Regions from separate parts of the Oryza sativa genome. Here region 1 is linked to region 2. Evidence: chromatin contacts called from public HiCAR-type data. All regions are on one chromosome and are shown on one strand. The core of a region is the stretch at or near the end of the contact, and the rest is flanking DNA. Distances in the headings are between cores, read along the strand shown. Region 1 holds the start of LOC4352196 (disease resistance protein RGA5-like). Region 2 holds the start of LOC4352186 (mediator of RNA polymerase II transcription subunit 15).

Region 1 (2,700 bases), core at 113-2,612, 220 kb before region 2:
ACCCATTGCTCGGAGGAGCTAATTCGCGCATACGCGCCTGCGGCGTGCACTCCGGCCCACCGGCCCACGCGTACGCGCGTCGGCGCTGTTCTTTTTTTTTGGATTTTTTTCCATTTAGCTCTAATTCCTTTGGTTTTAGTGCATAAAAAAATTCATTAGTTTTACATAATGAAAATAATTAAGATAAGATTTGTTTTTTTTCAAAGATTCTTTTTTAAGTAACCGATTGAAAAGAAATTTATACATGAAGTCAAATTCTGAAAATTTTCGACCCAGATTTGAAAACTTTTAACCTAAATTTGAAAACTTTCAATCAAGATTTAAAAACTTTCAACTCGAAATTTGATTTTTTTAAAGTCAAAGTTTGAAAAATTTCAACTTTTCATCTGAAATTTGAAAAACTTTCAACTCAAATTTAAAACTTTTAACCCAAATTTAAAAAATTTCAACCCAGATTTGAAAACTTTCAACCCAGATTTGAAAACTTTCAACACAAATTTTGAAAACTTTCAAAGTCAAAATTTGAAATCTTTCAAGTCAAAATTAAAAACTTTCAATTCTATATTTGTAAAGAGGTGTGCAAAAGGAAAAAAAATAGGAAAGAAACAGCGGAAAAAAAAACGCCACGCCAAAATCAGGAAGAAATACAAATAAAAATAAAGAGAAAGAGCGGAAAAAAAAACACCGAAAGGGGGCCTAGCTAAATCGCGCTAGGAGCACCCCCCGCCATTATAGTTGGCCATAAGGCCCGAGGCCCGAAGGCCCGGCCCATGGCACGCCTTTTTGGCCCGGCCCAAGCACGGCACGGCCCGACTTGGGTCGGGCCCGTGCCGGCCCGGCCCGATCGTCGGGCCGTGCCTGGGCCTCCTCACCAGCACGCTAGGCTGGCCCGGCACGGTCGGGCTGGCCCGGCACGATGGGCCGGCAGGCTAAGCCCGGTACACAAAGTACAGGGACTAAAAATAGACATATAAATGTCACTGTCTAAATAATAGGGACCTTAAATAGACTTATTTTAGCTATTTATATACCACAGTCCAAAGAAGAGGGAGGTAAAATAGACTTTTTGTAGCTATACATATGTCACAGCCCAATAGGAGGGAGTAAATTTAGACTTATTCTGAAGAAAGCACGACGGCCCATCGTGCCTTCGGTCCGGCCCGGCACGGCCCGAGGCGTGTTGGGCCGTGAGTGCGGCACGTGGGCTGGCACGGCACGGCCCGGTGCGTCGGTCGGGCCGTGCCGGCCCGACAAGCCTCGGCCCAGGCACGACCGGGCCTGGGCCGTGCCGTGCCGGGCCTCCGCATGGCCATCTATACCCCCCATTGCTCTTATCTCCTCGCACTGCTTCCCTATCCAACAGTCTCTCGATTACTTCCCTATCGCAATGTCGATCGTCCCAGGTGGCAGCACTAGCAACTGAGCTCCGCTGCGGCTGAGGCTGCAGACGCCGAGCGCCGCGGGCGGCCGGAGCGGCGAGAGCTCGGGCAGGCGCGGGGCGGGATCTGGCCCGCGGCGCTAGCCGAAGCCACCGGCCGGCCAGTGGCCCGGGTTGCTCGGGTCGGGTGCGATTTGGCGGCGGCGACGACGGCAGCCGGCCGGTACCTCGACCCGTCGTTTTCCTCTCGACGAACGCCTACCTATCTCCCCAGTGCGTTTCTTCGCCTACCTTTTTTTTCATTTTGTTATTATTCTCGTTTTTCTTTTGAGATCAATTTCACCCCAAACCAATAAATTACTCCGGTAATATGGTCATGATGCATGCTGCTTCAGATGGAGGCGGTGAGCGCTTCCATGGGGGTGATGGCGCCTCTCCTCACCAAGCTAGCCACGCTGCTCGGTGACAAGTGCTACAAACTCAAGGGAGTGCGCAAGGACATCGAGTTCCTCAGGTCTTAGTTGGCCGAAATGAATGTTGTGCTGGAGAAGCTTGCAGATATGGAGCGGCTGGATGGCCAGCAGAAGCTGTGGAGGGACAATGTCCGCGAGATGGCGTATGACATTGAGGACTGCATTGATGTGTTCATGTATCATCTTGGTGATGGCCATAACAAGGATGGGTTGCTCCAGAAGACTGCACGAAAGATCAGGAAGCTGCGCGTTCGGTATCAGATCGCAAACAAGATCCAAGAACTCAAGGCCCGTGTCATGGAGGTGGCTCAACGCCGTAGCAGGTATATCGGTCTAGGTGAGGCTACGACCTCTTGTCCTAAGGTGGTGGAAATCGATCCTCGGCTGCCTGCGCTGTATGAAGCGGCTAAAAATCTTGTAGGCATTGATGGTCCACGGGAAGAAATTTCCCGGTGGCTCACGGAAGAAGGACAGAGTGGTCCAACCCAACAACTCAAAGTTGTATCTATCGTTGGCTTTGGAGGCCTTGGCAAGACAACTCTTGCTAACCAAGTGTACAAGCAAGTGAAGGACAAGTTTAATTGCACATCATTCTTGTCAGTGTCCAAAAATCCCGACGTGTTGAAGCTTCTGAAAAATCTACTTTTAGAAGTTCAAAAAAAAGAGATTATAATCAAGAGCTCATTGACACCCTCGGAGTTCACAAAATTTCCAGATGATAATCAAAAGCTCATTGACACTCTCAGAGAACACCTTGCTAACAAGAGGTATGCCTAAGTCTGTATATAGTTTGTCTTTGATGTGACGTTCATATTCAGTTCGTGTGAATATTTCTTGTGTATAGCTAAT
Region 2 (2,700 bases), core at 182-2,681:
AATAAAATAGATAGATTGTTTTCACCTGTTGAAACGAGGAATAAAATGAAACGTGGATAGAAAAAAAAACAGCAAGAGAGGTGCCTTTTGCTTGATAGGTTGCCCGCAACTAATTTTATCAAGTTCAAATTTTGCTCTGCCATGAGGCAATGGGCATCAAATTAAAATTTTCTATATAATTCATGTACATATATCAAACTAAAATTGTGCTAAATGATATGCGTACGCTCCTCTAATGGGTAAATTATGATTTTTACACACCCTGGGTAAAAATTATGCAGACGATAAAGAAAAATGTCCAGTTCTACCAAAACAATTTTGCTGAACTTTTTCATCTCAAAAAATTTAAATTTACAAATAAGCCCTCAGTTTGGAGTATTTATAAATGGCCCTAAGATAAAACTTATTAATAAGTAGGCTATTTTTTTTATAAGTTGGACAAGTAATTTTGTTATGTAATTCATGTGCATATATCAAACTAAATTTTGCTATGTCGTGTGCATATGAAACTCTATTGGGTAAATTATGATGTTTCCACATACCCCCTCTAGAGATAGAGATATACACTAAATATTATGTAAAGGAAAAAATATTCAGATTTGTGATTTTTTTTTACAAAAATACATCAAATTTCCTTATGATATTTGGAAATATTTTAATCTTCGATAAGTTAGTACAAAACTAAACTCTCTATCCTAAATAAATTTTACGAGAATTGAACTAGCCGTTCTGACAATTGTGTAAAATTATTGTGTTCTAAATAAACCATAAAATATGTACAATCTATTTTCCATGAGTTTTAAAAACAAATAAAATTGACAAAATTGAAAATTGTAGAAAAACTAGAAAACTAATAAATATATGTTCTAAATAAGTCATAAGTGTTATATACACGTTATAAAAGTAATAAACGCGCCAACTGCCGCGCCATTTTCTAATTATTTGCCTAATTTCGAGTCTGTATGAGAAAGTTATGCCTATTTTAAGAAATGACACCCGAATGACACCTATTTTCGGTAGAAATTTAGAAAATTCTACAAGTCACATATTTCATTTATTCGAGTTTATTTTTTTTATGGTTGGTTCTTGTGTGCTCATAAGTGTGAAAAAAATAAAAATAAAAATGTTGGACATCTCTCTCCTCTACGCTATAGAGGAGAAGAGAAAAAAAATGGCGCCGGGGAGGGGGGCGGCGCCAGCCACACTGATGCCCTCCCCCTGCCACCTCATCACCGCCCTGCCACGTCAGCACAAGGACGGCGCCAGAGTGGCTGGCACCACAAAAAGAATCATTTTTAGGATAAGTTTTTTTAGAAGTCTATTTACGAAATAAGTTTTTCAAAAAGACCAAATTGTGAAAAATCCAGCAAAACCTCCCGTTTCCGTTCGGATCCATACAGTTTTCTCCCAAAACGTACGCGTGTTACAGTGCAGTGTAACGGATTTTGCCCGAAACTGAAGCTCCACCACCGTTTCCCCCACAGATCTCACTCCTCGCTGCTCCCCCGCCATGGACGACGCCGCGAACCCCACCCCGACTTCCTCCTCCTCCTCCGCCGCCGCCGCAGCCGCGGCCGCCGCGGCGCAGCACCAGCAGCTTCAGCGCCAGATCTTCCTCATGCAGCAGGCCCAGGCGCAGTCGCAGTCGCAGGGCCACGCCCCGACGCCGCAGCAGCTGTCGCAGCAGGCCATGTCCCGCTTCCCCTCCAACATCGACGCCCACCTCCGCCCGCTCGGCCCCATCCGCTTCCAGCAGCCCCCGCAGCCGCAGCCGCAGCCGCCTCAGCCTCCGCCACAGCCGCAACCGCAGCAGCAGCAGCCGCACTCCGGGGCCCCGTCGCCGTCGCAGTCGCAGGCGTCCCCCCAGCAGCAGCAGCAGCAGCAGGCGGCGGCGATGGCGGCGGCTGCGGCGAGGGTGCGGAGCCCCGAGGTGGAGATGGCGCTGCAGGACGCGATGCGGGTGTGCAACCCCGACATCAAGACGCCCTTCCAGTCCCTCGAGGACGCCGTCAACAGGTGGGGGAATCGCACCAAATTTCTCTGCATCTTTTTTTTTTCTTATATACGTTATTATCCACGATTTTGCTGGTAATCCTCATCCATTTGATTTCGCTGCGTCAGCTGAAATTGGGGTGCTTTAAATTTTTAACTGTATACTGATTTAGGCTACGCGTTCCGGATGAATTTGTTGCCAATTCGGGCTCGAGGCTTGCCCGGATCGTTTCCCATTTTTTGGGTTTCGATTATTAGAATTTGGGAGCGTCTTAGAAATTTTAACATTAATCTTCATTCCTTGTTAAACAAATCAGACAAAATTCTCCCAAAAGGTGAATAGTAGGGGCATTAGGGGATTGGAGGATCAGGACAACATTTTGGCCTGTATGTCTTTTCTTTTCCACAGAGCAGATTGTTAATGCTGTATGTGGTTCATGAGTGAAACTCGTGGTCCAATTTAGGACCAGTTTAGCACGAATTGCAGGTGACATGCTTTTCGGCATATGTGCCTCTGGTTATTTTCTATTGATGGGGATTTTGTTTATTTAAGGTGACATACTTTTAGCTTTTGGTCATATACTAACCAGTAATTGCAAGCTGGTTTCTTCGTGTAGTAACTTGAGTGATTGTATGGATTGCTTTATCTTAGCAGATTGTTATCTTAGATGTTTTAACTCCAGTTATTCTTAACCCACATAAGATTTT

What was found. HiCAR-type assays count read pairs that join an accessible place to other places.
Region 1: a contact with region 2 is called in a HiCAR-type map of leaf, with 3 times the contacts expected there. The contact joins the promoter of LOC4352196 here to the promoter of LOC4352186 in region 2. A contact is called at or near these places in 4 of 15 Hi-C or Micro-C datasets (leaf, leaf mesophyll and an unstated tissue) and 1 of 4 datasets of contacts at active chromatin or transcription factors (leaf).

What each region holds. Positions count from the first base shown.
Region 1 is chr12:17,179,121-17,181,820 of ASM3414082v1, reverse strand. It overlaps LOC4352196 (disease resistance protein RGA5-like), which reads left to right and starts at 1,362. Exons shown (of 4, transcript XM_015762800.3): 1 at 1,362-1,651; 2 at 1,774-2,618. The coding sequence starts at 1,909.
Region 2 is chr12:16,956,975-16,959,674 of ASM3414082v1, reverse strand. It overlaps LOC4352186 (mediator of RNA polymerase II transcription subunit 15), which reads left to right and starts at 1,431. Exons shown (of 2, transcript XM_015764888.3): 1 at 1,431-2,016. The coding sequence starts at 1,511.